Regions from separate parts of the Mus musculus genome. Here regions 2, 3, 4 and 5 are each linked to region 1. The links are chromatin contacts, called in public Hi-C, Micro-C and promoter capture Hi-C maps. All regions are on one chromosome and are shown on one strand. Each heading gives the region's core, a stretch centred on a gene start, on an enhancer-like site or on the middle of the called end of the contact. The rest is flanking DNA. Distances are from core to core; before and after follow the strand shown. Region 1 holds the start of Shisa2 (shisa family member 2). Region 2 has its middle 67 kb from the start of Amer2. Region 3 holds the start of Amer2 (APC membrane recruitment 2). Region 4 overlaps Nupl1 (nucleoporin like 1). Region 5 overlaps LOC108168164 (a long non-coding RNA gene).

The links. Promoter capture Hi-C pulls out the DNA fragments that hold promoters and counts their contacts. A called contact is a pair of places that touch in the nucleus more often than the background predicts.
Region 2: a contact with region 1 is called in a promoter capture Hi-C map of the HPC-7 cell line, with 3 times the contacts expected there. The contact joins the enhancer-like site here to the promoter of Shisa2 in region 1. A contact is called at or near these places in 4 of 39 promoter capture datasets (the HPC-7 cell line, embryonic stem cells, frontonasal cranial neural crest and 1 more), 1 of 484 Hi-C or Micro-C datasets (embryonic stem cells) and 1 of 115 datasets of contacts at active chromatin or transcription factors (embryonic stem cells).
Region 3: a contact with region 1 is called in a promoter capture Hi-C map of embryonic stem cells, with 3 times the contacts expected there. The contact joins the promoter of Amer2 here to the promoter of Shisa2 in region 1. A contact is called at or near these places in 1 of 39 promoter capture datasets (embryonic stem cells) and 2 of 115 datasets of contacts at active chromatin or transcription factors (embryonic stem cells and stem cell-derived neural progenitor cells).
Region 4: a contact with region 1 is called in a Micro-C map of embryonic stem cells, with 2.6 times the contacts expected there. The contact joins the enhancer-like site here to the promoter of Shisa2 in region 1. A contact is called at or near these places in 4 of 39 promoter capture datasets (cranial neural crest, embryonic stem cells, hippocampal neurons and 1 more), 3 of 484 Hi-C or Micro-C datasets (embryonic stem cells, liver and olfactory sensory neurons), 3 of 115 datasets of contacts at active chromatin or transcription factors (embryonic stem cells and forebrain) and 2 of 9 other capture datasets (adipose tissue and embryonic stem cells).
Region 5: a Hi-C map of cortical neurons shows a contact between it and region 1, with 2.6 times the contacts expected there. The contact joins the enhancer-like site here to the promoter of Shisa2 in region 1. A contact is called at or near these places in 15 of 39 promoter capture datasets (the 3T3-L1 cell line, the HPC-7 cell line, cranial neural crest and 8 more), 6 of 484 Hi-C or Micro-C datasets (cortical neurons, embryonic stem cells and palatal mesenchyme), 1 of 115 datasets of contacts at active chromatin or transcription factors (astrocytes) and 1 of 9 other capture datasets (embryonic stem cells).

What each region holds. Positions count from the first base shown.
Region 1 is chr14:59,623,325-59,628,342 of GRCm38.p6, reverse strand. It overlaps Shisa2 (shisa family member 2), which reads right to left and starts at 3,062. Exons shown (of 2, transcript NM_145463.5): 1 at 1,943-3,062. The coding sequence starts at 2,276.
Region 2 is chr14:60,442,097-60,447,114 of GRCm38.p6, reverse strand. It overlaps the pseudogene Gm6066. Among named protein-coding and RNA genes, the nearest start is that of Amer2, 67 kb to the right of the region's middle. Within about 2 kb of position 2,729, at least 70 of the 459 cell types and tissues checked have an H3K27ac peak or open chromatin away from gene starts, as enhancers often do. A contact at or near this core is called in the HPC-7 cell line, where this site is marked.
Region 3 is chr14:60,375,182-60,380,199 of GRCm38.p6, reverse strand. It overlaps Amer2 (APC membrane recruitment 2), which reads right to left and starts at 2,508. Exons shown (of 1, transcript NM_028113.4): 1 at 1-2,508. The coding sequence starts at 1,953.
Region 4 is chr14:60,215,208-60,220,225 of GRCm38.p6, reverse strand. Nupl1 (nucleoporin like 1) reads left to right here. Exons shown (of 15, transcript NM_170591.2): 15 at 68-2,155. The coding sequence ends at 237. Among named protein-coding and RNA genes, the nearest start is that of Mir719, 11 kb to the left of the region's middle. Within about 2 kb of position 2,450, at least 16 of the 459 cell types and tissues checked have an H3K27ac peak or open chromatin away from gene starts, as enhancers often do. A contact at or near this core is called in embryonic stem cells, where this site is marked.
Region 5 is chr14:60,185,671-60,190,688 of GRCm38.p6, reverse strand. LOC108168164 (a long non-coding RNA gene) reads left to right here. Exons shown (of 3, transcript XR_001781273.2): 2 at 3,815-3,908; 3 at 4,364-4,531. Among named protein-coding and RNA genes, the nearest start is that of Gm33582, 17 kb to the right of the region's middle. Within about 2 kb of position 2,053, at least 37 of the 459 cell types and tissues checked have an H3K27ac peak or open chromatin away from gene starts, as enhancers often do. A contact at or near this core is called in cortical neurons and trophoblast stem cells, where this site is marked.

The DNA.
Region 1 (5,018 bases), core at 1,813-4,312:
CAAGAAACTGCTGCATTTTCTGGTGAGTTCCCAACTAGGTTTCTTTTTCAGCAGGTGTGGGAGTGGGTGTGAGGTGTGGGGAACTGACCTGGACAGAGTCCTCCCAGATGCTAAGGAACCATGTCACCACTGAGCCAAGCCCAGCCCTCCCTAAGGACTCCATCTGAACAGGGGTTCATGGGTCTCACCAGTCTTGGTGAGGCACAGTTGCCAGCATTTCCGATGGGGCAACACGGAGCCCAGACCTCAAAGGTCAGATCTGCGAATGGCTTTTGCAGACTCTATCCTGGGAGTAGGCGTCCCCATTCACATAGCACACAGAATCACAGAGAAATAAACTGCTGAGCAGAGCCACTTCTGTACTCAGGGTCCGTTCCGCAGACCAGAAGGCTTGCTGCCATCTGCAGCCCAGCTGGCTCCCACAGCTGTACCATTCTCATTACACCAGCACTGGAGGCCCCGTCCAAGCAGTGAGAGCCAAGCCCTTTCCTACACACAGTAAAAATATCTCATTCCCTAAATTAAGATACCAGCTCCCTCATGTTATAAATGGCAAACAAACAAACAAACAAACAAACAAAAACCCACAGAGAAGTTTTACCTCCAATATGATAGCAAAATCCAGCTGAAATCAGTCTCAGCCCACATAATGAGTTTGGGGGAGAAATAACTGTTCTCTTTCCAGGATTCTTAATTGGAAGTGTAAATAACTACACAGGGGTAAAGAATGCAGTGCTACCACAAGCCCCCGCAGGCTTAATTGGGCAATTCGTCCTTCATTGCAGAAGGGCTGTGAGAGAACCGGGAGACTTAAAGATTTAGGAGTGGAGTGAAGGGCAGCCATGGCCAGCATCCACAGTGTGAGAAGGCCGCTGCCTCCAGCCTTAGCCAACTCCATCCCGACTTTTAGAAGTTATTAACAAGCCCAATTGAACAGACACCTTATTGTAGCCATTTGGCTCTTTTCTCTAGGCTTTGTTCCCAGACCACACACTCCGCAAACTGAGCTGCAGTTCAGATGGTGCCTTCTCCAGAACGACCCTCAGTTCTCCTCCTTTCAGACTGAAGTCAGTGCAACAGCAGCAGGAAGAGCAAACTAAGAAAACGCTTAACTGCACTGCAAAGAGCTGCTGGGCTGGAGACTGCTCTATAAAGCAGAAACCACCTGTGCCAAAGCGCAGGCAGCTCCAAACCTATGTATGTGCCTGTAGCACTCATTCACACACACACACACACACACACACACACACACACACACACACACACACACGCACAGAGAGAGACTCAATTTGGCAGCCTCTCCTTAAGGAAATGCCATCTACTAAATTATTTGACAGGCTTACTTTCAAAATCTGGCTTTGTCTATTAAGAAATAGTCAAAAGTCTCAATGAGCAAAGTTGGGCTCCGTTCCAGTGGCACGTCTATCAAGTCAGCCTAAGGAGGCCAATCCAGATTCCCAGAGGCCTAGGTGGTCACAGGGAGCTGTGCACTGGCTCCTGCGGGAGAGAAGGGATCCCTGAGATGTGAAAAGGTGCGTCACCCACGGGAAGTCGTCTGCTGTCCCCCAGAACTGCCCTCCGTCTGAGGACCCTTGGAGGAGAACCCTGGACAAGCCTTCTCCAGAGGGGTGCACCCTTGTCATTTTCTTGACTATTCCCAAGATTAAGCCCAGTGGAAATGGGACGAAGGGAAAGGAAGGCACGGACCATGAACAGAAGCAACGTGTTTTTTCTCGAGGTTTTTTGCCCCACTTCATACAAAGTTAATGAGTAGGGGAAACAAAACAAAACAAAAACAAAAACAACCCCCAAACAAAAACAAAAAACTCAGGTTTCTGCTCCCCGGCCCTTTCCTAAAATCTCCAGGCTTCCTGGTCCTTCTTGCCCAGGCAAAGCAACCGCCCTCCCGCTCCCTCTTTGCACCTGGCTGCTGCTCGCCTACCTGCCGAGCTGTCTGGGCCTTCTCGGTCTGTCCGGCCAGGCTCCCCTACGCCCTGCTGGCGGTCGTTGTCGCAGCCGCCCTGGTCTAGGCGCGCCTCGGCGCTGGAGCAGCAGTAGCGCAGCGCGCAGCTGCCGCAGCAGATGGTGGCGTCGCCGCCGTCGAAGCGCTCGGGGCACTGGAAGCCGATGCGCCAGACGCCCTGCGCGTCCAGCCAGCCGTGGCAGTACTCGCCGCTGGCCCGCGCCCCCGCCGCCAGCAGCGCGGCCAGCAGCAGCTGCAGCAGCGACGCGCGGTGCCTGGAAGAGGTGGAAGGTGAGCAGCGTCCGCCCCACATGGCACTGCCCTGGGCACCGGTGATGTCTCTAGAGGTCACAGATCTCCCCCAAGAAGTTATGGTTCGGCGATCCCTGGGGCTTTCCGTGAGGAACACTCCCCTCTGAGGCGAAGCCCAGGCTGCAGAGCCAGGGTCTAAGTCATCCCTCCTTGCGAGTGACCACGTCCCTGCTAGGTTCGGCCTTCACAGGGGCATCACAGAAGAAACGTTTCTGAAAGCTTGGCTTGTGATCCGACCTTCTTTGGGCATCCTCGAGGGGACGCCTCGCTGCCGACCAGGAGCCAGGCCGCGGCTGGAGCGTTTCAGCATCAGAGTCCGGAGCTGGTGGCTGCTTTCCCCCTCTATTCACTTCCCCTGCGAGAAGCAGCGAAGGAGGCGGGCAGTGCGCGCAGTGCTCCCGGCGGCAAGTGCAGCAGCGGCCGGCTGCGCTCTGCCTCCGCCACTCTGTGCTCGGTCCTCATGGCTCCGGCCACCGCTCGGGACGCTGCGAGTGCCCGCACCTCCCCTGCAGTCCCGGAGCCCGCCCGGCTGGCGGCGGCCGCGCGGCTGCTGTTGGGCGCCGGGCCAGCGGGCTGCCCTCCCCGGCTCCTACTGCAGCCCGCGTCTGGTCTCCTTTCTCCCTGTCGCTGGTGCGCCCCCGGCAGTGCGCTCCGGTGGGAGCCGCCCACGGAAGTTTCAGTCCCTCGGGCTATGGGAGCAGAGGAGCGCGCGGACACCCCACGCTCGCCTGGCAAGGCTGCGAGCCAGCTCCGACTGCCCGGCTGCGCACCGCGCTCCTCACTTAAAGAGGGGCTGGAGGCTCCCCTGCGCGCATGCGTGCCGAGAGGGCTTTCCCTCCGCCAGGGGACACTCGTAGCCCTTCACTTTCCTTCACCAAAGGTGTGGCAGTGGCCAGGCAGCGGTGCGGGTGAACAGAACAGACAAGTGGGAAAACACGTTTTAAGTCAGCCACGCCTTGGAAGCCAGTTAAAACAAGGATAGCAGAAGTAAGTTTAGTGCGGATCTTCGACGTCCAACATTCCGAGTTACTCTGACAACTCTCCAAAGAATAATTCTTACTTTCCATGTTACAGAGGACTCAGTCATCACTCAGATAGACTTGTCTTGCTCAGCTTTCAACCTCCAGGCCCAGGACGAACACAAACCCTATCTGAGCTGTGGTGCCTGGCCTCCCGGTGCCATGGCACTGCACAGTAAAGAGGTCAGCAAGAAAGTCAATAGGGTCACTGACTAAATTAACTATATTATTTTATTAGTTTTCTTTTCCCCTCCCTAATTTGGTGTGGTGATTGTTGGCGTCCGGCAGAAAGGTGCCTCCGTGTGACACTTGACCTCCTTGGCTTAGACAGCTGCAGCCAGGAAGAAGGCAAGGGTTCAGACGCCAGACATTCTGAGAAGAAACGAATAGCTTCACTCTTGAAGCAGCTGAGCAGGTGCTGATGCTATTAAAGTAACGATGAGTATTTTTAAAGGACCTACTGCGTCTTTCTCAGCTGGAGTCATTCCATGTGAATGCTAAACCCAGCCCCTGAAGGAGGAACCATCACGTGTTTCCGGGCTGTTTCTTTGTGTATCTAATGGAGAACTGGCTGTAACAAGAATACAAGGCAATTTTGTCCATAGCAAAGACATTTTTGAGTTAAACCACTGTAGGGCTCTTAGTGCAACCCTTACCTAAAACATTGAGAATTAAGCCTTCCACTCATCCCAGAAAATATTCACAGAGAAAACTCTTCCTTCTGTGCCTGTGCCCAACAAAACACCTTATTCTTGTCATTTAAGGGACCCTTGCACGGAACCCCAGAGCGTGGCCTGGGAAGGAAATGCTTTACCACAGAGCTCCACTCCAGTCTTGAAAAGACATATTTTAAATGCGCCAAACATCAACCCCTATAAGCTAAGAAATGAACAAAACTCCAACATTGAAGAAGCATTCATTTCATAAGCACATTCCGAATCGAGTTCTGGGGATTCACCTTGGCTCCTCGAACCGTTTCCCTCAAGCAGGGTGGTCTCCAACCCACAAACTAACTAGGCCCAACCCTGATTAGCATCAGAGATCAGATGGGTGTGGTCACAAACTCAAGCAGACTAATGTTTCTGAATTAACAGAGCAGTTGGACTGGAACGGAATCAAGCAAGTAAAAATGATACAACGATCTATAAGCAGCGTTGTGCAGAGCCAATGCGTGTGTGAGCGGTGGGTATGTAGGTGTTTGTATGTGCATGTATGTCTACATATATGAGCATGCGTGTGGCGGCCAGAGGTTGACTGATGTCAGGCCTCTTTCTCAATTATTTTCCTTATTGAGACATGGTATCTCACTGAACCTGGAGTTTACCAAGTTAACTAGACTGGCAGGCTTATAAGTTTGCCTGTGTGTGCCCCCATCCCACCCCATGATAGGATACAGGCCAAAGCCACCACACTTAGCTTTTCTATAGGTGCTGGGGATTCGAACTCAGGTCCTCATGCTTGAATAACCCAGCCTTTACTGACTGATCCAGCTCTCTGACCCTTTACAGGGCCAGTTAAAACACACAGGGTGACATTAGGCTGAGAGGAAAGGAGAGAAAAATATCAAACACTAGTGTTTAGATTTAAGCCCTAAGAGGCCAAGGATTGATGGGTGGAATCATGTAATGGATGGTGACTATGGTTAGCTACCATTTTCTGAACACTTACTATATTCTTATTATATTCTAGGCAGCCATGTTCCTGTGGTGGCTGATATCCTGTAC
Region 2 (5,018 bases), core at 1,480-3,979, 820 kb before region 1:
GTCCTACATCTGTCCCCATTTCTTCAGGCCCTATGTAGAGCAGAACAGTGAGAGAGAGAGTGTGTCCCCAGAATCTCCAGCAAGCCACTGTGCATCTTGTTTGTCCCAGTTCCAGCAGGACACATCACATCAAGTTTGTTGCTTGTATGTTTGGTTTTATAGCTGGAAAACTATTGTCTAATTCAAAGTAGACAATACTCTTTTTTTTAATTAGGTATTTTCCTCGTTTACATTTTCAATGCTATCCCAAAGGTCCCCCATACCCACCCCCCCAATAATTTTCTTCAGAGTTTCATATCTTACATGTGAGTTTATGGTTGATTTTGAGGTAATTTTTGTCTTGGTATGAGACAGAAGCCAAACTTGATTTGTGTGTGTGTGTGTGTGTGTGTGTGTGTGTGGAGGGGGTGCGTGTGTGTGTGTGTGTGTGTGTGGTGCATATGTGTGTGTATGCGTGTGTGGTGTATTTGTGTGTGTGTGTGTGTGTGTGTGTGTGTGTATGTGGCTGGTTGTCCATTGATCATTTGTTGGGAAATATTTGTTGTGTTACTTTTTCTGGGCTGATGTGAATGTCTGCTCAACCCAAATAGGATCTGAATGGCAGCCCAAAGAGATGATTCCGTCTCAAATCCAACTTGATGAACCAATGAGTTTATTAGGCTTATTTATAGGAGCATGAATGATGCTCCCAAAATAGCCCACAGGTAAGTCTATGGGGCCCTTTCTGGACTAATGATCGATGTGTGAGGGATCGGCCTATTGTGGAGCATCACAGCAAAATCTCAGCTCTGCAGGAGGGACAACCCCCACAGCCATCCAGTTAACCTTCCACCATCTGTGGCTACAAGCTTTTCTGGAGCAGGGGCAGCTGTGGTCGGGTTATATAAGCTGGTGACAGGTGCATGCACTAGCGAGGGGCTGTGGACTTGGCTGATGAGCCTCCCCCACTCCTTCTGTAAAGGAACATTAAAGATCCTAATCCTCCAAGGGTCCAACAGCTGCTCTGATTTCAGGATAGCACCTTTGTCAAAAATCAACTAACCGCAAACGCAGAGCTGTTTGTTAGAAGCTCTGTGGGTCTCTGTGTGTGCCTTTATGAAACTCTTACACTGCTGGGATTATAGGAGCTTTAAAGTAAAGGTTTGAAATTAGGAGTTGTGGGTCTTCCAACTTGATTTCTTTGAAAACTTCTATCTCTATTCTGAGCCCTAGGAATGTCTAGGTGGGTTCCAAGATGCACGTTCCAATTTCTGTCCAACAGGCCCCTGGGATTTTGACAGGCGTCGTGATCAAGTCAGCACCTTAGCAGTGTTAAGTCATCCAATCCACAAAATAGATATCTTTCTTTTTTTTTTTACTTTTATTTATTTATTTATTTTAAACTCAACAAAGTTTTATAGTTTTTAGTATTCAAGATGTGCTGGCTAGTTTTTGGCAACTCGATACACTTAGGGTAAGTACCCAAACTGAGGCCTTTCTACTATCAGATTAACCCATAGGCAAGTCTATGGGGCAGTCCTCCTCCTCCCTCCATGGTTTTGGGTTGTGTAGACAGCAAGCTGAGCAAGCCAGTAAGCAGCCTGTGCTGCAGTAAGTGTGGCCTCTGCTTCAGTTCCTGCCTCCAGGTCCCTGTCCTGGCTTCCCTCAATCTAATGAGTTAGAGGTGTTAACTCCTTCTCGCCCACATTAGCTTCGATTAGCTTTGATTAGTGTCTGATCACAGCAGCAGAAAACAGCTAGCAGCTAAAATTTGCACATTAAAAAAAAGTATGTTTGTAAGTATTTTATTATTTTAATGCTATTATGAATCAAACTGCATCGTTAATTCCATTTGCACATTTTCAGATGCCAGTATATAAAAATGCAGTTGATACTATTTGTGCATGCGTGTATGTGTGTTCAGACTTGGAAACCAGTGGTTGACATAAAATGTCGACCTTGATTGATCTCTGTGTTTTGTTGAGACAGGGTCTGTCGCTGAACTTAGAGTCCATTTACTGAGCAGCTAGATCTACTGAGCAGCAGGCTCCAGGGAGGCTCCTGTCCCTCAGTGCTAGGACTGTAGGCAGGTACTGACACACTTGCAGTTTTACATGGATTTGGGGAACCCAAGCCCAGGTCCTCTATCTGGGGGACCAGAGAACAACACCAGCACATTTATCATGTCTTTTCTGCTTTAAATAATCTGATCATTGCCATGAAAATATCCCTAATATTGTAAGGGACCAGAAAGAAGTTTTTGCTGGACCTCAAGGCCAAGGTTGGTAATGCACGTTACCCTGCCTTCAAGAGACACAATAATGACCAACCTCACTTGCCTTGGGTTTCCTGAGCAATCAGCTTTTACAACCGCAGAGAGTGGAAGCTGTAATCTCCTTATGTCCTCTTCCATGACCCTGACCTGCTTGTATGTTTGCAGGTTTGCTGTGATAATCATACCCACCATCAACACTGAAAGCAGCTTTCTTCTATCGATTTATAGCTGTATTTATTTGCTTATCTGGGTGAGTTGGGGGCAGGTGGAGTGAATGACTTAACCCCTTGTAAACTCTGCTAAAGATTTCTGTAAAATCCCTCGTTCATGTGTTGCTTTCTGTGCTGTTCAATAAATACAGAACAAAGCCCTGTTAGGAACAGACACACAGACACAGGGACAGACAGACTCACAGGGCAGCATTCAGACAGGTACAAATTCAGACAGAAAACCACAGAAAGGGGGAAGTAAAGAAACAGAATTACTCAAAGGGGAAGTGTTTGTTAATTTCCTTTTCCTAACGCAATGGCAGCACATGACTGGTGTCTGAGGTTTTCACTAATGCACTCAAACTGATGCACCAGCCCTCTTTAGATATCCTACAGACTCTGTAGCTGGTCTCTGCTACTTGGTAGGTTCTTTTTTTCCACCCTTTATCCATTGCCCACCCCCTTTAACCCTTTAATACTAGGTAGGAAAGAAACAAGGATAGAAGGGAGAGAGGAATTAGGAAAATCCCTGAATCTAATTTCTTTCTTTTTGTTTCTTCTTTGACTCCAAGTACCAAATGGTAAATAACTTCCCTAAATAAACACCAACCACCAACCCTCCCCTCTCAGGGCCTCCGAATTTATATGCACTATGAAAAGTTTCCAGAATTCCGAATGTCACACAATCATAGAAATTATCTGCAGCTGGCAAAACCACACTTTTGCTAGCGCAAGAGGCAAATCATGGTCAGCTGCTTCGGACAGTCGGAACCAGTCCCACACCCTACACCTGGGATTAAAACAGAAGCACACTCTTACAATATTTCTGTGTGTTTTTCTTTTCTTTTCTTTTTTTCTTTTTTCTTTTTTTTTTTTTTAAGAAACCAAAATTCCAGAATTCTCATTACAGAAGTTCACTCTCTTGTTAAAATTCATTGGCTATTATACTTAAGACAATGTAACTGCATATAAAGTATACCTCAGCTAAAACAATTAATGTACGTTTAAAACCCTGAAAGGGGTAGTTATTTTTAGAGTGAGAATGTCATAATAACAGAAAATACTCTGTGTTTATGTAATCACACCAATTTGCCATTAAGGAAGGTCCTGCCCAGGGAGAAAGGAGAGGTGGTGTTCAACAGAACACAGCTAACAGCTATGAATGGAGAAAGAAAGCCATTCAAAGCTAATACCCCCCTCCCTGAGAGTTAAGTTGCCCCACTAAGTCGGTAACTATGGAGATGGAGGACAGTATTGGCTATAACTCATATTACACTGACATTTAGTTTGTCAGAGCAATCTTGCAGACACAGGTTTGTTTCTCTCTCTCTCTCTCTTTTTAAATAACACATCTTTGCAAATGCTTATTGAATTTATATACATTACAATCAAAGAAGGGGCAAGTGCAGGGTCCCCAGGTTCAGCAATGCTGTTCACAACTAGATGCCCCTAAGAATGAAAACCATGGTATCTCGGCTACATGCCAACGGCAGAGACTGCGGCTTGACACTTATTCATGAAAAGTGGCTTTGTCTGTGCAGAACTTCTCATCCTGCAGGTTTTTCTGACTCCAGAGATAGGCAGGCCCTTCAAACTCAAACACACTGTGCTTCTCCCAGAGAGCTCCTGACTGGAGGAAATGTAGGGTACACTTATTACTGTGTGGGCTAGTTTTTGTCAAGTTGACACATGCCAGGCGATATGAACAGAGGCAATCTCACTTAAGAAAGTTGAAATTCATCAGATTGGCCTGAAGCAAGTTTGTGGGGGAATTTTTTTTTTTGATTACTAATTGATGTGGGCTCACTGTGGATGATGTCATCCCTGAGCAAGTGGTCCTGAGTGTAAGAAAGCAAGCAGAGCAAGCAGTGGAGACACATCCAGTAAGCATCACTCCTCCATGGCCTCTGCTTCAGTTACTACCTTTCACGATAGACTATAATCTTCAAGGTGACTTATTCCCTGTCTAGATTACTTCTTTTTTTTCTTATTTAGTATTTATTCATAACCATAAGCTTACCTCTGTAATCCAGCTAGATTGGAGGGGAATGAGGAAAATATGGAACTCAAAAACTTCAGTGAGAGCAAAGATTACAGGGTATTATGAGCAAGTGGGGGGGGGGTGGGGAAGGTGGTGGGCTTTCCTGAGCTACAAAAGGAATGGTCTGGTGGGTAAGAAAACAGTAAGTCAAAATCATTAGAGTTGTCCACCATCAGAAATGGTGATCTTCTTGTTGGTCTTGCCATTCCTGGACCCAAAATGCTCCATGGCTTCCACAGTGCTCATGTTTGCATTCACCTTCCCAGAGACCACGTGTGGCCATCCAGCCACTCTTGGCAGTGCAGATAAAAAACTGGGAACCATTTGTGTCTGGTCCAGCATTTGCCACAGACAAGATACCAAGACTCATATGCTTCAGGATGAAGTTCTCATCCTCAAATTTCCCCCTGTAGATGGACCAGTGCCATTATGGCATGTGAAGACACCACCCTGGTACACAACTCCTGGAATAAATCTGTGAAAGGAGCAGCCCATATATCCACATCCATTCTCT
Region 3 (5,018 bases), core at 1,259-3,758, 750 kb before region 1:
GCTGACCCTACGGACCAGCACTTTGGAAACAGGGATTTTTGTTCTGGGCACCTCACTCCTGGCTGGTTGCTGGTGCACCACCGGATGGCTGGACGGAAGGTTGGAGAGATGCTTGATGCTAATAGGGATTTTAGAGTCCTTCAGCAAGCTGCCCGGTGTTCTCAGAGGACACGTGATGGTGCCTGGAGACACCGGCTTTAGCCGGGACAAGCAGGGTGGGTCCTCTGTGGCAGGAAGGGTGGCTGGGCTTGCTTCAGGTTCAACGTAGAGATCGCAGAGAGCATCGCCACTGTCGCTATCCCTGGGGATGACCACCTTCTTGCTGCTGCTGCTGTTGCTGATGCTCTCTTCTTCTGGGCCAGGGGTGGTGGAGTCCCAGTAGCCCTCATCGCTGTTAGGAACACCTTCTTGATGCTCCTTCTCCGGATGTTTGGGCTCCTCCTTCTGCTGGGACTCAATGGGAATTCTGTGGAGCCTCCTGCGCTTGACCGAGGACATGTCCTTGGCTGCTTCCCCACACCGGGTATCACTGGAGGTCTCAGGGGCCAACTTGATGTCGGAAGCAGTGGCTGCCTTCGCTGCGCCTTCTTGAGTTCCTTGTCCTTGGTCCTCAGTCTGGGACAACATGTCCCAGAATTCCGGGAGATAGGTGTCGTCCACCTGATCCGGGCTGGCCATCTCCTCCCCTCCTCCTTGGTAGGCCACCACGCTGGCGTTCTTTTTAGAGAGAACTGGCTTGCCTGGCCCGGGGACATGCTTGTCACAGCTGGGGCCTGCCTCTTCTTCTGGGTCTGCAATAATATCTCCACAGCCTGTAAGAGAGTCAAAGCTTTTCAGTGAAGTCACGTCAGAAAACATCAAACAAATACGATCTGCCGACGGGTCTGAGGGTGGATCAACAGAGGAAGGGTCAGGGACAGCAGACGCCCGGCCGCTGCCACCTTCGGAGTCGACAAGGGGGACGGTCTTTATCGGAACGTCACCTGTCTTGGACGCATCCTCGGCCGCCTGGACCTCACCGGCTCCCGACTCGAGGGCTGCCCCGGGCTTCTCCTCGCGCCGATGCCCCTCGGCGTCCTCTCCCCGGGAGCTTTGATCGCCAGAGCCGGTGGGGCTCCCGGCCTCGAGGCAGATCCGCTCCGGGGCGCTCTCGGCGGACGCGGGCGCCTGCTCTCCCCCTGCGGGCTCACCTGCTGCGTGTCGCGAGGCGTCCTGGCCCGGGCTGTCCGGGCGGCGCGCGGCTCGGGGCGGCTCCTCCTTGACGCACTCCAGGCTGGCGGTGAGCGAACCGGGCAGAACCAGGTTGCCCGGGCCCGCCGCGCGCACCGCCTTCTCCTCCTCCTCCTTGCCGCGCTTGTCCCTCCGGTGCCAGCGCATGCTGCTGAAGATCCCTTTCAGCCCCCTCTTTTGTTTGCCGCCAGCCTTGCTCGCCTCGGCATGGTCTCCCTTGCCGGTCTCCGATCGCCCGTTCTTTTTCAGCAGGGAGAAGAAGCTGTGGGACTTGGCCACCGAGCTGCTGGCCAGGGAGCCCAGGCCAGGCCCGGAGGGTTTGGGGGGTCCGGGGATCGGCCGGGCCCCGCTGTGATCGCTCCCGCCAGGCGGCTCCTCCTTCTTGCTGCCCTCCAGCACCAACACCTCGGCTAGTCCGTCGTGGGTCCTGCTTCTCACCATTCCCGTCGGCCCCGAGCTCTTCCCATCCCCTTTGTTTTTGACCCCAAAAATGCTGGGCATGGTGCCCCCCGATTTCCTTTTCTTGAATAACTTGAACGCAGCCTTATTGATCTTCCCCGACGGCGGCTCTGCGGCGGGCGTCTCCGCGGCGCACTCACAATGCGAGTCCATGTCTGCAGCGAGGGCCCCGGCCTGCTCCTGCCTCCCGCAGACCCCCGCGCGCGCGCCGCCGCCGCGCTCGCTGACAGCCGCGCCGCCGCCGCGGCTCCTGCCCGTCTCCATGGAAACCGAGTGGGATCAGCCGCTGTCGTCAGCCGTAGGCTCGCGCCAGGCCACTGTCACCCGCGTTCTAAATCAACCTGAGCGGCTCTCGCTGCTGCGCTGTGGCTACTGCAACTGCGGCGGCTGAAGCGCACAAACCGGACTATCTCCCCTCCTGCCAAGGGCTTATATAATATCCTGGGTGCCACATAGGTTTTTGTGTAGCAAGAGCCTTCATCGCAGCCTCGAGGCGAAAGAAAAAAATGAAATTCATAATTATGGGCTTTGGATCCCAGTGCGTTGATTCTCACCACCTCAGGTTCTTCTTCCTCTAGCCCAGCTTTTCCTAGGATCGCAGCTTCAAAAATTAACACATGCGTCCCCCATGTCCACAAAGAACAATGCCTTTTCCTTTATCATCTGTTTTGGACTTCATGCAGCCTCCTATCTTTCTCCGGTCCTTCACATAGGTCTTAGCGTGTGGGTACTAAGCCCAAGAGGCACCATGCCAATCTGTTCACGCCTGCGTCTGGTCCAGTGCCGAATGTAGTCCTCTTCAGGTTGATGCTGTATTCTGATCATGTGGCTCTGATTTCCTGTTACAGAAGCAACAGCCGTCAGTCAAATACCAATTAGCAGCTCTCAGCAACGAAAGTGCAACAGTCCCCTAGGGTTCGCTGGTCCTTTGGGAGACCACAAAGCTTTTATCCCCCACCCCAGTGACATGGGGCTTAAGTCACAGAAGCCACCAATTGGTCACAATAGACTGAGCACACTGAGAACTTAGGTTGGAGAATTCTGATCCCTCTGCAGGTGGGTCTTAGAGGCCTGGGCTCAGTCTTCCTCTTTCATTCAGGGGTATGGTAAGTATACCTCTCTCTGTTGTGCCCAGCCTACCCCTGTCTAAGAACACCCAAGGACCCCACTCGCTGTCTTTCCCAATAGGACAGGGGGGAAAACCAGACAGGGGTCAGAGGTCGTCCCTGTGGTTGCTTCTGACCCCACTGGTCTAGAGGCAAAGGGAACTGGGTTCCAGAGAACAACCTGTGTGGGTAAGGTTTCTGTGTTCTGACTTTGAAGACAACTGCTAACATTGTAGCTTTTCCTAACCAAGGGCTTGCCAGCAAAATAGGGAAGGATTTGGAAAAGATTCATGTTTTATAATCCTTAATAACCCTATTTTAAAAATATTGATTATATATAGTGATTATTTGATTGTATATACTATTTACATACAAACACCAGTCTTTCCTGCTTCTCTTGAATTTATTTTCCACAAGTTACTTATATTTTGCAGATTCAGAGTTACTTATATACTGTACTTATACTGAACTGCAGATTCAGTTGTTGGCCAAGGCAGCCTCCAGGGTTCACAGTTAGACCATGGAGTTGAGCAGTCATGTTGCTCTTTCTCATCTCAATGAAAAAACGGCTCTAAACTGAGACTGGAATCAAAGGACCTTTCTGTTTTCAGAGTTCAAACCCCACCAGCTCTTTCCACCTACTAACAGGACTCTTTATGGACAGAATATACAACAACAGACTTTTAAAAAAAAATGAGTTTTCTTTTCAAAATATTTACTTCTTTTGTATGTGTGTATTGTGTGTTATGTGTCTGGGCACACACGTACCACAGCAGAGGACAACCTGTGGAAGTTTTCATCTTCTACCTTGTGGGTCCTAAGGATCAGTTATCAAACTTGGGGGCAAGAATCCTCACCTACTGAGCCCTCTCACTGGCCCACTTCCTGAAGCTCTAATTGATCATGTGACATGATGGAACAGAGTCCCGTTTGCCCTGCAAAAGATTAGACATGAAGAACTATAAAGAGAAAGTCACTTGTTATTTCTTTGAAAGCTTTTGGAGGACAATTGGAAGTCTGTCTCAGTTCTTTACACACACACACACACACACACACACACACATCAACACACCATGCTGGCTAGAAAGTGTGTTACTATATATGTAACCATGCCAGTCTGAAATTGCTTTAGACCACAATTGGGAGGAACAGTCTAGAAAAACCACAAGTCTCGAAGTCTAAGAGCTGGAGTAGGTGGCCTGCTTAACCAGTAGAGCACTGCCATCTACCAAGATAGGCCAAAAGTAATTCATCTACATAAGAATTCTTGAATCCCCAGAGAGAAAACTGATCAAGGAACATGGGATTGCTACCATTCCTTTGGGACATAGATACTCAAAGAGAAAGACAAAGCAGCTTTCAGTGTAGGGAAGGCTCCTTGGTGGCGAGCCATGCCCCTGCGGAGGAAGGAAGCAGGACACTTAGAGTCTTCTGCTAACCCACTGCAGACCACAGGCAAGGTGAGCAAGGTGAGCTGTAGACTGAGTGTGGACTCCCAACTTCCTCTCCCATGTGAGAGAGAGCAGTTTCCAAGGACTTCATCAAAAGGACTGCACAGGTCAGGAAGAGGGCCAGAGCAGCAGGATGGCTGATGGGTAGAGCTAAAGGCCTGCTGTTGAGTGTCAGGCTGAAGTGAAAGTCCAGCGGTATGAATCAAGGCGAGTTGTTCTTCCCAGCTAAGAGGTGGGGCAACAGCCAGGCCTGGCGGTGCAAACCTGGAAGCTCAGCTGCATGGGAGTCTGAGGCAGAAGAATTCAAAGTTGAAGGCCCAACTAGGCTATGGAGAGGAGTCAAGAGCAGCCTGGGTGATGCAATAAGACCCTGTCTCAACATGAAGTAAAAAAGAGCTGGGATATAACAAAGAATTAGACCATTTTCTAGTTTGCCCAAGGCCCTAGAATCAAACCTCCTCCTCACCACCTCTGCAAAATGGGGCAAGTAGAGATTATATTTGTACAAACAGAAGCATTCTTCTAAGGACAAGCAAGACATTCAAGGTGATTTAACTAGAGGCACCTCAGTCTGTTACTGTGTCTCCTTGTATTCTTTCTCCTCTGTGGAGGCTTGATTTAGAGAGTGAAAGTTGGAGAGAATAAATAGGGGCGCTGGGGGGAACATCCAGCGGTTGACCGGCTCCAGAACTAATGAGGGTCTCTACAAAAGGGTGAGCAGCAGACTTTTCTGGAAAACCCATGTCAGCTTCCTGCTTGTGGGACCAGGGGA
Region 4 (5,018 bases), core at 1,201-3,700, 590 kb before region 1:
CCCTGTTTTTTATATTCGTTTTTGTGACTTAACTTCTCATTTGAATATTTTCTTCCCTGAACATAAGGCTTTGGCAGCTCAAGTACGTCTGGGTTTAACTTCAGCAATCCTGGCATCACGGCATCAGCTGGTTTGACATTTGGGGTATCCAATCCTGCATCTGCGGGGTTTGGAACAGGAGGACAACTCCTTCAATTGAAGAGACCTCCAGCTGGAAACAAAAGAGGAAAGAGATAAACATACGGGTCGATGTGTTGGCCGTGCTTAGCTGGCTGCCGCTCATTCTATGATTCTATTTTTCTAACGATGTAGTAATTGAACTGCATCTCGGGAGATTTATAACATTTTGATATTCCTCACTCTGGAACTTGAACTTTGTTTACCTTACCAAACATCTTTCTTGTGAATTCAAAATCCAGTTGCAGTTTTGGTTGCTCTTTTTTTTGATTCTCCATGTAAGAAATGTTGTGATTAAATTACCAATTGATAGTGGTGGGAAAAAAATCCATCAACCTAAGCCTATGATCTATCCTAGTACTAATAGCAATGTTTCTGTTGCTGAGGTTTATGCTGTGAATACATGCACATTGGTTTCTTATGCAGATGGTATAAACTCTAGGGCCTGTGCTAGAAGTAGTTTGTTCCTTGACAAGGCCTTTTGAACTGTGCTGCAGGGCATCTTGTGGATATGTATGTAATTATATAGAGAGTAATGCACACAATGTGTGCACATAAAATATATATTTACACACCTACAACTCCTGCCTCAGACTGTTATCCTTTTTAGTGTATTTAGTTATTCACTCTTTATGATTTAGATCCTCAGCGCTTATAAAAGGAGTAACTTGGGGTGCCTGGTCACTTCATTTGTTTATTAGACAGAAGTGATTCTTGATATAAGTATTTAACCCATTCAACTTCATTGACCCCACTCTTCTGTTTTTATTTATACCTTGACCCTTAGGAGCTACTTTAACTGAGGAATGCTCTAAGGCTCATCAAACAGATTTTAGAAACCTTTACTACCCTATATATATTCTCATGCTACCATTATGAGAATCTTTTTTGTAAAGGAGATGGACTTTTAGGAGTGTATGTGAACTCCAGAGTGATGTTCTGGGGCAAAGAGCTACTAAGCCAAATTGAATCTATGCAGGTGGAGGATGCAATGTTAATTCAGTAACAACTTGCTTAGCTGTTTCAATACAGAATTCTTCTTATAGGGCTATTGAGAAACCAAATGAAGTGGCTTCTGAGCCTCTTAATGTGCTGAGTCTTAATCTGGACTAGAGAAACTACATTTTAGGGAAACTCTTTGTACCCACTATAAACGTGCTGGTTTGAAGAGTGGTGGAGCTCCAGGGAGTGCTCAGAGGTGTGTCAGGTTGTCTGTGTGACCTCTGTCTGTACTGCCGATCCTGGTGTTGAGTGAGTAAACACCACTGTGAAGAGAATTCATTGCCTTAGGACCGTGACAGCGTGAAAGTAGTTTTCAGGTGGAATGAACACATGGAATTGCACGGAAATAGTTTAATTTTTTTACATAGAAGGTTTTGTATATAATGTTTATCAGTGAATACTTTCAGGATCATTTTCACTAAGGCACCTTTTTTTTATTTTATTCAAAACAGGTCTGGTGTACATACATACGAACATACATACATACATATTTTAGTATAATGTTACTTGGGTTTGATTATAAAAATTGTTGGTCTGTTTTATTTATCTGCATATAACAGTGATTGGCATTCCTGAATTTAATATTTGCATCTTGACGCATTAAAATAAGGAGAGTTATTTGTCTCTGAGCACTAAACATTTGTATATTTTTGTAATTCTGCAACCCTCAGTCCAGACTATGGGGGAGGATAGGAAAAAGGTGTGCTTTGGCATTTTAAATTACCATCAGAGTTACATATACAATTACAAAAATACTGCTTTGTTCGTTTTTTAAGTACATTGTATTATGCTGCAAATATCTGAATATTTATATTTCTCTGGGTTATTTTTTTCTTTATATACATTTTCATATGTTGAACCACTGGAGACTTGTAGCATTCATTTGTGGTAGGAGTCAGAGTGTTGTCTTTGTCTCCTTTGTCTTCGCCTTGTCTATTGTGGAAATAATAAAATTTGTTAGTTGCTTTGAATCTTTGTAGGTCTCAGCAGTTGTACATACTTAATTTTATTACTGCTTCTTATTCTCTTTAATTGATTTTAGTGTTGTCTACACTTGTAAGTTATAGTCTTGTTCTCTTTTGTTTTTAACAAAAGGCTAAAGACAATGTAGCAAATTCTGACTGGACAGGTGGCCCAGTTATTAACATGCTTGTTATGCTGATAAAGTGAGTAAATGCTGGATGGGTGTGGTTGCCCTCCTGATTCCAGTGGCCAGAGTCAGAGAAGGGATTCCCAGAGCTAGCTGCTTAGAGAGACTAGCCACACCAGCAAGCTCCAGGTTTGACCAAGAGAACCCTGCCTTAATGAATATGGTGGAAGAGCATTCAAGAATGAGTCTCAGCCAGGCGTGGTGGCGCACGCCTTTAATCCCAGCAGTCAGGAGGCAGAGGCAGGCGGATTTCTGAGTTTGAGGCCAGCCTGGTCTACAAAGTGAGTTCCAGGACAGCCAGGGCTATACAGAGAAATCCTGTCTTGAAAAACCAAAAAAAAAAAAAGAATGAGTCCCAACAACAGCCCCCCCCCCCCCCCCCCGTCCTCCGTCACGTGCACACACACATACATGCACAAATGGAAAGGGGAGTGTAATAGGTTCTTTGTCACTTGGTTTTTTTTCTTCTGAAAATTATGACATTAAGCATCATAATTAAGTTGATAGATATTTGAGTTAAAAGCAAAGACTCCTTCAGCTTAGTCTCAGTCCTGCCCTGCCCAAGTGTGTACACTAATTGTGTTGATCTGTCTTGGCAGACTGTTCTAAAAATGTCCTTTCTATGTGTATGAATGGTTGCTTTACTTTCTTTTTCCTTTTTTTAAATGCTCATTTTATTGGTTTCTCTTCCCTTTTAAACCAAGCAGGTTGACAACACCACCAACAACAAAATCCCAACCTAAGTATTGTGTGATTTTTGATTTCCTCCCCTTTGTAGTATATTATCTATCTCTTGCCTTGTCAGCTCATAGAGATTGCCATTTGCACACTCTTTCCTTCCCCGTAGCCCGATTGCTATCCAGGTGTCTCTTCAGCTGTTTCTTGTTGATGGGTTCAATTCTGTAGAAGTTGTGGTGAGTATCCTTGTACATGTCACGGTAGAAGGCCCTGAGAAGTTACCTGGATACATCCGCAGTTAAGCAATCTATATTAACACGTTTGATATCACTAATTAAAATATATCACTCTGGATTGCTGTAGGTGGGGGCAGGGGAACAGAGGAATATAAGAGGCCCTGTTCAGCTGAATGGCTTTCAGTCTTTAGACCGTTTTCTGCTGGGCTAGTGTATGGGTACGTAAAACTGCTTCCTGGTTCGCTTCCCTTGGTCTCCTGTACCATTTCTGATACATTGACTAGGAGGTGCTTTCACCACTTTTGCCTTCCCCACATGGGGGGAGTTCGAGGGTTCAAGGCATCGGGAGTAGATATATGCCTGGTGCCAATGAGCCGTTTAATTTATATGGGATTTGCCCTCTTTGGGATCTGGGACAGAGCTCCTGAATGTGCACTCAAGCCCATGAAGCAGGCCAGGGGGCCCCACTCATCAGACTGGTAAGAACCCAGAATGATTTGGTTTGGGCTCCAATTACCCACTCCATTGAATAGAAGAACAATTGTCTAAGAGTCATAAAGCTGTTTAAATAACCTGGCTTAAAAATACACAAAAGGACAAAAACCAGCTCTGCAGTGAACTCTGAGCATTGGGCAAGGGTGGGGAATCATAACCAATTAAGTGACTCATATACCATGAACTGGGTGGACAGTAGTGTAGCCTACACCTTTAGACCACATTACAAAGAATTTCCAGAAGGTAGACATTCAGGAGGAAGACAGTGAATACCAAACTTTCTCAGAAAACGGCTTTTTGTGAAACATTGCTGTCTATTTGGGTGAGGTGGGTCCATGAGGGGCCACTGGATAAAGAGATAATAAGGTGTTTGAGTGTGCCATGGCCAGTTTCCTTACATCAGTTGGTGAAAAGACACTGTCTTCTCAGTATGTGCTGGCTAAAAGCCTGCTTGGAAAGAACTATAAAATCATGATGGTTTTAGGGCAATGATGTCTTCTAATGTAGACCAGAGCCTAAACCTCAGAAGAAACCTGTTTTACCTGAGGAGCCAGAAGTCTCTGTACCATGTGTACAGTTATAGCCCGTCACTGCCCCCTGTGCCACCAGCACATGCTGGGGAGCCCTGACACCGCTACTCTTCACAGTGCCAGCAGGCCCATTAGCCGCAGAGCCATCACTAGCAACAGTCCCCTCAGAAATTTAAGTCCCTACACCCTGGTGGGGAAGAGCAAAGAAAGCCAAATCTCAGCCCCTTGAACATAATAGATGAGCCATTCTGTAAGATTTGAAGACCCCTCTGTTTTGACCAATATGGACAGGTCCCAGAAGGCCAATGTACCTTAATTTATTGATCCTTTTCTGCCACTGACTTCTTACATTGGAAAAAAGCACCTCCTCATACAAGAAAAACAAAACCTCTTGGGACTTAATTGATTTAATCCAATCTATTACTCAAATCCAAGTTGGGTATCACATGGGCAGATTGTTGAACACCCCCGCTGATTCTGGTTATCTCAGAATGGGTAAGGGACTGTGCCCCTAGATGACATCCAAAGCTTGTTTTCCGAGGAAGTCCCACTGGGACCAGAGTAATGATGGGGTGTGTGGTTGGAGAAGCTCAGGTGATAAACTGGAGATTCTTTTAATCAAAAAAGGAGGTAGAAAGGCCCTAAATATGGGGGAAATCTCATGCTTCCGGGGCGTGTGGAGAGCCTGAACCGATACAAGGAACTGAAGTGTGAAGCAGATCAAAGGTTAAAAAGAAACCAGTTTGCTGG
Region 5 (5,018 bases), core at 804-3,303, 560 kb before region 1:
CACTATTAGGAGGTATGACCTTGTTGGAGTAGGTATGGCCTTGTTGGAAGTGTGTCACTGTGCTGGTGGCAATGAGATCTACCTCCTAGCTTCCTGGGAGACAGTCTTCTCCTAGCGACCTTCAGATGAAGATGTAGAACTCTCAGCTACTCTGGCACCATGCCTGCCTGGATGCTGCCATGCTTGCATCTTGATGATAATGGACTGAACCTCTGAACCTGTAAGCCAGCCCCAATTAAATGCTGTCCTTATAAGAGCTGCCTTGGTCATGGTGTCTCTTCCCAGCAGTAAAACTAACTAAGACAGTACCTTTTCATTAAACTCTCTTTAACGCTTTGAAGGTTTGATGGTGGTCATGTATCAGGCCCAGGACTCACTTCCATGGGCTATTTTACACTGTAATCATCTTCCATGTTATGGGGCCATCACTAACCTGATCAGAAAGGAACATTAAAAAGAGCATAAAGAATTAACTACAAGTGCAGAAACATAAGAAATAAGTTGTAGATAGACTGAGTATTATGTAACTATTACCTGTGACATGCAGCAGACCAGGATAGGGGCTGAGTCAGAAACCTTTGTACCAGATTTTTTTGCCTCTGAGGACACAGCTGCCAGGCTGATTTGATTTTGCACACTGTGGTCTGATCTGGAAACAACAGCGGGCTTTCTTTAATACATTCATTTCTTGTCTCAGCGGATGAGGCTGATGACAAGCCCAAAAGCTTGTCATCTATTTATAGCTTGATTGTGGCGTGTGCGGTTCCAGCTCACAGTGCAACATGATTTTCAGGCCCTCTGAATCCTCTCCCCAGCTCCCCAGAGCCCCGTCTGTGGATTTTAGCCATTTTGCTGAGTGATCTCTAAGCTGCCAGCTTCTGATGCAAAGACTTAAGTGCCCATCCTCTGGTTTCCCCAGAAGACTGACTCAGCTTGTCCCCTGCCCTTGACTCCCACTTTTCTCCATTATAGACATAGTTTGCCATTTGAGAGGTGTGTCCATAACCTAGGCCTGCCCATTTCCCGCAGATCAGGATGGTTATTCTTCTGTTAAGACAGAGAAGAACTGAAATGACTAGGCCAGTTCACAGTTGTATGACCCAAGAGGGAAGTACACATCTCTTATAGGATGGCTCTAATAGTTGGGGGTCATTGAATCTCCACATGGGAAAACTAGATGAATGCCTTGGTTGGGCAGTTGGGGATGAGGTGTTACATTTGTTTGTTTGTTTGTTTGTTTAGTGTGTGTGTGTCTCTGTGCACGCATGCACACACACATATGTACAGGGCACTGCATACTTGGGGAGCTCAAAGGACAACTTTCAAGAGTCAGTTCTCTCCTTCCACCATCTGAGACCCAGGGATGAGATTTCAGACATCAGGTTAGGCAGTGTATACTTCACCCTCTGAGTCATCTTGCAGGTTTGGTCTGGGATGGGGGTGTTTAATAGGAATCTGTTTTCCCCTATAGGCCTTTGGGATGATTCTGATGGTTAGCAAAACACCCTTTCTGTTAGTAGGTTAACAACCATGGGGTCTGAAAACTTTAATGCTCAAGAATTCAATAATTGGTTTTGGCATAGGAAATCCCACGCCCAACTCAAAGGAAAAAAATCAAAATAAATTGAGATAAAAATAATAAAATACAGTGTGACTAAAGTACCAATTAGCGGAAAACAGACTTAAGAATATCAATGGCAGGCAGGCACAGTGACACATACCGTTAGTCCCAGCACTCAGGAGGCATAGGCAGGCATGTGCATGAGTTCAAAGCTAACCTTGACTACATAGTTCCAGGACAGCCAAGGCTACATAGTGAGATCCTGAAACTGTCTTAAAAACAAACAACAGGTGAATAACAACAAAACAAAACAAAACAACAACAACAACAACAACAACAACAAAAACTCCCAAATCCTCACAAAATGAATGCTATCACCAAGAAGCATGAAAAAGTACATAATCTTTCTGAGCAAAGCTATGCAAGCTTTCTAAAATAGGCACCTGCTTCCTCCAACTAGCTACACTGAGAGATGAGTCACTGGCTGCATCGCCAGGGTGCTTGTTTGCCCTCAGGGGACTCTGCTTAGGTGGAACTCTTTGTGCTTCCTTTGGCCTTCCTGAATGTGTGCTTTTTTTCCTAATCCTTATGGTTGGGTCTTCTCCATGATGTGAGCTTTTCTCCTCTCTCTGAGGGAGGAAGGGAAGGAGACAGGGATGTATATGCAGGAGTCCTGGAGCTTGCTGTGCTGAGGAAGCCAGAGGGAAGGGAGAAAGAAGGGAGAGGCAGGCGTGGGCTGAGTGGAGGTGGCTTTGCTTTTACTTGACTGCTCAGGGCCTGTGGGCCTGGTGCCCTCCTTCAGCAAATGAGTCCTCTAGTCGCCCACATTTGGAAGTCAGCAATGCTCATGCCTCCTCCCCGAGGGCTGAGATGACAAGCGTATGTCACATCCCACTAGTTCCTACCTACCCTTTATTCATAAGTGAGCCTCTTGTTCTCCAGAATATGAGGGGAGAAATTGGCTAAGTGTGTTCAATAGACTTGTTTTTCTAAAGTTCCGTCACCAATGCAATGGTGTATATTGGCACTGTTTTTTGGGGAGGAGCACGTGGATCCATTCTGGGAAAGAGTGAAATGTGTGGTACACAAAGAGCTTCTGAAAAGCCACAGAAGTGGGGTTCACCTGCTCTCTGTCCTGTCAGGCTATGTTCAGGTAACCTCTGACAGCCATGGCTACCTGCTCTGTGGTGGGTCTGGAGCTAGATGGGATGAAAAAAGCAGTATAGAGGGAGCCTATCTGTTTTTTCTATTAAATTATTTATTCACTTTACATCCCAATTGCAGCCCCTACCCTTCCAGTCCCCTCCCTCGACATACATACCCTCCCCCACCTGCCCCACCCTTCCTCCTCTGAGAAGGGGAGGTCCCCCTGGGGAGGGAACCTATCTTGCCTGTGAACGTGAGTCCCTTGAGTCATGTTCCATTCATGCCTGGTCTCCATCAGAGCTCTAGAGTGCTGGCTTCTCTCTTCCTCACTGGCCAGTGTATTCAGAAGGTCCCGAGAATGCTCCATTCTGCCTAAATGCTACTTTCAGCGTTTTGGGGGTTAAATTATTCAGAACAAACTAGCCTTGGCTGAAACGTGTCTCCCTCTGCTATCTCTTGCTATTCAGAGAAAAAAAAAATCAGAGAACAGTGGAGGAAAGGTAAGGGAGGACAATGAGCTAAAATATTCTCACCCCATGAAAATGATGGTGCTGACTGCAAACCAACTGTGCAGTGCTAATTTCACAAAATATCGTCCAGATTTTGCCCATTTAAGAAATTCTCACCACTGAGGAGCCCATTTGCCAAGTTGTGTGTGTGTGTGTGGGGGGGGGGGGTTCCTGCTGATCTCATTTCCATGGCCTTTGGTGAAGCTGAGAGAGGAGGAGCAGGGTGTGGTGCATGTGTGTGTGCGTGCGTGCGTGCGTGCGTGTGTGTGCGTGTGTGTGTGTGTGTGTATATATGTGTGTGTGTGTGTGCGCGTGTGTGCGTGCGTGTGTGTGTGCGTGCGTGCGTGCGTGTGTGTGTGTACATGTCTTTATATGTTTAGTAAGTTATCATTTTCACTGGGGCTACTCATTCAGTATAACATGGTCTGAGTTTTTCCCACTCTCCTAATTCCATGGCCTACATTAAGCTGCAGTCCAGATAAAGGCGGGAGATGGAGACTTGTTTATTGTAACTGACAGCATCAGGCTAAATCAACACAGAGAAAGCAAACAGTGCTGAGTGCTTTTCTGACTGCTGAAGCTGATCTCCCAAATGCAGGGAAAGCAGAGCTCAGGCAGGAGAGGTGAGTCTCCAGCTGGAAGCAACAGAAAGCAACCACCTGATCTATAGCATTAGCGCTGAGGATCTCTAGGTAAGACTTTTGTGTGCTTATTCCCTAAGGTTAAAGGAGAAAACTTACTCCCTGTGGCCCTTTCTTTTGGGTGACAAAAAGAAGTACTTAAATCTTCTCTACAGTTCCAAATCTCAGAGACTGATAGTCTTGGAGCCAAATACAGCCTCTTTCAATTTTAAGTAAGTTGGCCTTGAAGCATTTATATGTGATTTTTCTCAAACAAATTTTGGGAACTTTTAAAAATAATGTTAACTTTATTTTTATTATTACTATCATCATCATTATTATTACTTCTATGAGAGTTTTGCCTGTGTGCACTGTGTGTGTGTGTGTGTGTGTGTGTGTGTATGTTGCTTGTGGAGAGCAGAAGAGTCTATCAGATTCCTTGGACCTCTTAGACTCAAAAATTGGATGTAACCATGGATTTAGCTTTTGAATGCTATATATTTCAAAAGTCATTTTTCTGTCCCCAGCTGTAGAATCAAAAACACTTGCACTGTGAATCATGTGATCTACAAGAAGCACAGAGAGCATCCATCACTTTGAAGAGTCATGTTAATTCCTCAAGAAAAGATAAATCCAAGTGTGAGAATTTTCATCCAGGACAACACAACTTTAAAAAATTATTTCTTTCATGTGTATTTATGTCCCCAAGTGTATGAATGTGTGCCATGTGCCTCCAGGAACCCTGGAGGTCAGAACAGGGCATTGGATCCCCTGGAACTGGGGTTACATGTAGTCGTGAGTCATGTGGGTGCTGGGACCTGAACCCAGTTCCTCTGCAGGAACAGTAAATGCTCTTAACTGCTGAGACATCTCTCCATCCCCAGATAACAGTTTTGAAATGACTGACTTTAAAGATGGCTCCTACGTTAGAGGACACAGCCAAGGTGCTGTGTCTCTACCTGCCCCAGGACAGAGTCTACCACTGTTCTGTCACTGTCCTTGGCACCTCTAGTATAAGCGGGGTTAATCTGTGCATGTGGCTGCTCTAATGGTTTCTAGCTAGGAGAGCAAAGGAGAGACCTCTGAATTGAGACTCCTGTATCCCATCTTCATAGCTTACTGCCTGTCCTTCCAGAGGGATCTGCTCACCTCTGCTTCCAGCAGACAGTTTGATTATGTGCC